2 separate regions of the Sus scrofa genome follow, and region 1 is linked to region 2. The links are chromatin contacts, called in public Hi-C maps. All regions are on one chromosome and are shown on one strand. Each heading gives the region's core, a stretch centred on a gene start, on an enhancer-like site or on the middle of the called end of the contact. The rest is flanking DNA. Distances are from core to core; before and after follow the strand shown. Region 1 holds the start of NUP107 (nuclear pore complex protein Nup107). Region 2 holds the start of RAP1B (ras-related protein Rap-1b).

Region 1 (2,700 bases), core at 170-2,669, 79 kb before region 2:
GTCACAACGCCCCTGTCATTCTCCACCCAAAGTCTAAAAATATTGTGCGAATTATGAGACCTGTATCTTAAGACTCTAATATGCATTTCCTCTACTTAAAATCTTCAGATAGCTATCTGTGGCCTACAGAATCAAATTCAAACTTTCAAGCACAGTTTTTACAATTTGATTCCAGCTTACCAGTTCAGGCTTATATTCAGCCACAAACATCACTCCCATACAAAGCTACAGTGAATGTGACCATTCAACTATCCTTTCATATCCTTACACTTTTGTACGTATTATTTCTCTTACAGAGGCCTACATTTGTCTCCTTGGTCTACCTGGTGAATATTTACTTATCAAACAGCCTCCTGGAGTCTGGACACACACAGATCTAGGTTGGTGTCTTGGTTCTCTTATCTGTTAGCTTCCTAACTTTGACCAAGTTCCTTAACCTCTTTTAGCCCCAGTGCTACCTATGAAAAGAGGATCGCAGTAACTATCCTCATAGGATTGTTAGGGAGATTAGCTAATAAAACATTTAAAGCGTACTCATTGTAGGCTAATGTTATTCAAAGACCAACTAGAAAGTTATCTCCTTTGAGAGGTCTTCCGCATACCTTCCAGGACAGGGAGACTTCCGTGCTCCCTCATTTCTCTTCCCAAAGAGCAGTACCAAAAACACCACTTTGTACCGCTCGGTTGTCTCCTCCACTACGCATTCTCCAAGGCCAAAAAGCTTAAATAACTCATCTTTGTCGCAGGTGCCTAGCATAGAGCCAGTGTCACAGAAAGAACTCAATACAGTTAACTATGTGATGCTGCAACTTGTAATGAGAAGGTCTGGGCTGAGATCCCAGTTCCGTCACTGACTGGCTTTGTGATCTCCGGCAGGTAATAGCATCTCGAAGGCCGGGCCACCTCCTACCCCGCCCACCCCAGGAGGGAAAACTGTTGCGCGAAAGTGAACAGATGGTGGAGTCAAGCGGAAACGCAGGGGATTATCATTATCCTTATCCCTCCCAGACCTAGGCAGCCTTTCTTCCATCAGCTGTAGTCCCCCAGCCCAGAAAAGAAGTCCCGGGTCAGCATCCGGGCCTTCCTCGGTTTCCTCCGGGAGTCGGGTTTCACCCATTTCGTTCCTCCAACGGGGAGAGACAAGTGTCCGAGCCCAGCCGTCATCACCAGAACTAACCTGTCCATGGCCACGGCCTTTTCCAACGAGAAGCTTATAAACTCAGATCCAACCTAGCCGCCGCGTTTCGGCCTTCCCGCTCTCCGGAAGCAAACCCTTTGACCCGGAAGCATAGCCTCGCTAAGCCGCTGTAGGAAAAGAGTTGAGTAGCGGGCGGGGAGAAAAAAAAAAAAAACAAAAAACCAGCTCTCCCCTTTGGCGCATGCGCAATTTCTTTTTGCCAGGGGCAGGCGGTTCGGTTTGCGCAGGCGCAAAGGTGTATCTTGTGGTCGACCCAGCCGGGCTCAGCCGGGCAGGGCCAGGGGCGGGGCAGGAGGCGGGACCTGACCGGGTTTAGTGGCGCTGCTCGGCCGCCCCTTTGCCTGATTGGCATTTGTGGGCGTGGTCCAGAAGTAGGGTTCTCCTACTGGGATACTTGACTTGTATTGATAGTTCAGAAAAACGTGAAGTCATTTCCTGGTATTCTCTACGAGAAACAGCCCAGATTTGGAATTGAGATGTGCAGGCTCTGCTCTACACCTCGGGGGTCCGTGTCTCTCTCTTCTTGTACTCATTTTGTTTGAACTGTAGTGTAAACCCCCTACAGGTTTTGAAATTGTTTTCTACAATGGCTATTTGTTCTTCACTTGCTATTTTTCCCCATTAAAGAAAAAAGAATCACTTGTCTTAAAAAGCATGAAAGATGATGGTATTGCCTTCTATTTCAAAGTGCCGGATAGGCAAAAGGTAATATATTCTGGCCCTGAATCAGTGGAAGTTTGGCGAAAGGCATTTACATTATGCTCTAATCCTGGGAAACGTAGTTCCCAGGAAGACGTCTTCATACCTAATTCCCGCTGAGACGACGTGGGGTTTTAAGAAAACGTGGCTTTGGGCTCCAGCTAGGCTCAGAACCCCTGAGCCGCATATTTCTCATCTGTGGAAAGGAGATAACGCCTTTATCACTGAGTTCTTGGGAGGATTAAGAAGCGATGTCCAATGTGCATTGCATACAGCACTCATCGAAATGTTAATTTTCTCCTCTTCCAATAACAGCTTGATCCCCCCCACCAAGTGCTCTCTTGTTTTTTTTCCATCTATGAATTTCCTTGTACAAAAGAGCATTTGTTCTTTTATGGAAACTGAAATGTGGTCTTAATGGTTTTTGGTCAGGGCCAGAGGCAGGTTTATTCAAACTATGAACCAGTGTTTCAGGTTCTTGCTTTGTGTCCTCTGGCAAATGAATTCCAATGTTTGTTTGTGTGTTTAATTTTTAGTTGATTTACAACGTGCCAATCTCTACTATGCAGCAAAGTGACCCAGTCATACATACATATATATTCTTTTTCTTATATTAATCTTCCATCATGGTCTATCCCAAGAGATTGGATATAGTTCCCTGAGTTATACAGTAGGATCTCATCCAATATGTTTTATTCATATAATATACTTGAAGTGTGTAAGGCACACAATAAAAGGGAAGAGCAGTTTGGGGCATTAACTCGGTGTTTAATTCAAGTGAAAAGAGAGAATACTTGTGGAAA
Region 2 (2,700 bases), core at 200-2,699:
ATAAGGTTTGTCAAGTACAAGCAGCACTATAATTGCAAAAAAAGAGGGTTAAAAATGAAGTTACAAGTTGGGAACTTTAAGTTATGAGCACTTGTTCTGTATTAGATGTTATGCTACTAGCAAAACAAAAATCTAATCAGGCTGAATCAATTGAAAAATATTAAAATCACAATCTCCATTTAGTGTCAACTTCTACCCCATTAAAAACGAGATTTCCCCTTACAGTAACATAGAACTGCAGAACAAAAATGTTCTAAACTAATAAAAGGGGGTGGGGGAACAGGCAAAGGGGAAACGAATCGTCTGCTTAAATTCACCAAGGATGATCTTTTCTCTAAAAGCCATCGGTTTTTTTCGGAAGAAAAATTCAGATGGCCCGATTCTCTGGGAATAGTTTTAAAAGATTCATGGCGCTGACAGTTTTAGAATTAGACACATCGAGATGGCGAAAAAGAGGACAAACTTCCTGGATTTTCTCTCCCTCTGTAAGAGAAAGAGATTTCCTCTTGCTGACGAAGGGAAAGGCCCCTTTAACAGTTTTTCTCTACGCGGTGGCTGCTGCCAGACTAGGTGGGGCTCCCTCCGCTGCCTTCCTCCTGCCACTTCCCGCAACAAATGGAGCAAGCCAACCCCGTTTCAGGCAAACTTTTCCCCTGTCAAGCTCAAGCCCGCAGGGCGTCGGAGAGTGGTTTCCCCAGAACGCTCCTCACCCCTGCTCGGGACTAGGGGAAGCTGGGTCTTCGCAAAGGACAACTTTCTGGTTTCCGTTCTAACTTGCACTCACACCCGGGAAGGAACGGAGACGGCGAGCGAGGGGGCCAGGGGCGGGGGGACGAGTCTTCCGGGGAGCTGTACGGAACGGCGGGCAGTGGGAGAGGCTGCGGCGGCTGCGGGCAGGAGGGAGCAGGCGGGTGGGGGGGTCCTCGGGCTCTCACTTCCTCCGCCATATTTCAGACATTTGACCCCTTCCGCAAAGCGCGCTGATTCCCCGCGGCGGCCGCGGCGGCTGGTCCCCACCGGCCTGGGAGGCAGCGCCCTCACCCGCACGGCGCCGGGCCCTCGCACCACCTGCCGCGCGCCGAGGCTGCCATCGCCGCCGCCGCCCGGGCCCCCTGACCGCCGCGCGCGCCCCGCCCGGCCCGCGCCGCACCCCACCCGCTCCCCTTAGCCGGCGCCCGGCCCCCGCCTCGCGCTGCCGCTCCCCTCTGCAGCCACGCACGCACTATGCTAACCTCTCACGCTGTCACCGGGTCGCCGCAGCCAGCGTCGCCTCGCGTTCCCTCCGGGTCGCTGCTCCCGGCGCCACGGCGGTCCTGCTGCTGCCGCTGCCGCCGCCGCCGCTCCGGCTGGTTTACACGCCTGACTCTGGGCGAGGTTTGGCGGTGTCGCCTTGACGTCAGGCGTTCAGCCTCGCTCTCGCTTCCGTCCGCGGGCGGGGCGCGCGGGAGCGCGGCCCGGAAAGGGGCGGGGCCTAGGGCGGGGCGAGGGGAGCCGAGGGGCGGAGTCTTCCGCGGCGCCGCAGCGCAAACCGGACGCGCGCGGCGCCCTTCGCGGCATTTTCTCAGCGGCGTTTCTCTCTGTTCCGCACCGCCCCGTCGGCCTTGCTTTGGCTTCCTAGACCCTAGCGGGTTACGTTGCTGCGAGGGGCTTAGAAACCCTCCGAAACTCAAAAGGTGCATCTAAAGCAAACTGTAATCCAGTCGCCAACACTACCAGTTGGTGGTCGCTTATTCCTTTGTGCTGGGGAAAGTAGCTGGAAAAGTAGCAAGGAGCAGTTTCCACACCCAGAGGTCCGGTGAAGGCTCCTAGGCTAGGGCACAGTCTTTTTCATTCTTGAAATGGTTTCTCTTGAATTGTCAAGTATCTTTTCTACCGGTGTCTTAACCCAGGACAACTCTTTCCAAATTACCCTGCCAAACGGAGTTAACTAACCTATGAGGCCAAACAACTTTGTACTCTGTACCTAAATCAGCTATTTATCTGAGTTAAATAGCATAAATACATGACTCTGGCACTTTAAAGGGTTACCCACAGGTAGGTTTATGATGTATTTACTGGGCAACAGAAAGCACTTTCTGTTCCCAAAATGCCTTGTTCTAAAAAAGGCAGTAACTTAAGAGAATTTACCATTATTAGAGAAAAGGCTAAAATTAGAACTACCCTTTATAAAAGGTATTAGCTTTTTTATGAAACTAAGTTTTGAAGGGCAAAAAGATTCAGAGAGAGCAAAGTGCAGGGAAAAGTAGGGAGTGAGAGGGTCATTAAAGACTTTTGCTTAGTTCATAGTTTAACTGCCTTGTTATAAGGTATGGCCCTAAGAAGAAAAAAAAAATGCTAGTAATTGAAAACTAAGTTAAAGGAATAATTAAAAATGAATTATAATTATCCTAAGTTTTCTGTATGTAAGTGCTTTCTAGGTGTTTCACAATTTAGGTTAATTGAATATGTTACATATTTCGGTAATTTCTCTTTCCTTAGAAAAACTTTTTTCTTTTTTTTTTGTCTTTTTGCCTTTCCTAGGTCCACTCCTGCGACATACGGAGGGTCCCAGGCTAGCGGTCTAATCAGAGCTGTAGCCGCTGGCCCACACCAGAGCCACAGCAATGCCAGATCTGAGCCGCGTCTGCAACCTACAGCACAGCTCAGGGCAACGCCAGATCCCTAACCCACTGAGCAAGGCCAGGGACCAAACCTGCAACC

What was found. Hi-C and Micro-C count contacts between places; a contact is called where the count stands out from the background.
Region 1: a Hi-C map of embryonic fibroblasts shows a contact between it and region 2, with 2.4 times the contacts expected there. The contact joins the promoter of NUP107 here to the promoter of RAP1B in region 2. A contact is called at or near these places in 2 of 5 promoter capture datasets (fetal liver and liver), 9 of 47 Hi-C or Micro-C datasets (blood, embryonic fibroblasts, heart right ventricle and 3 more) and 2 of 2 datasets of contacts at active chromatin or transcription factors (alveolar macrophages and skeletal muscle).

Annotation. Positions count from the first base shown.
Region 1 is chr5:32,988,380-32,991,079 of Sscrofa11.1, reverse strand. It overlaps NUP107 (nuclear pore complex protein Nup107), which reads right to left and starts at 1,419. Exons shown (of 28, transcript XM_021091969.1): 1 at 1,178-1,419. The coding sequence starts at 1,185.
Region 2 is chr5:32,908,930-32,911,629 of Sscrofa11.1, reverse strand. RAP1B (ras-related protein Rap-1b) reads right to left here and starts at 1,449. Exons shown (of 8, transcript XM_005663969.3): 1 at 1,233-1,449.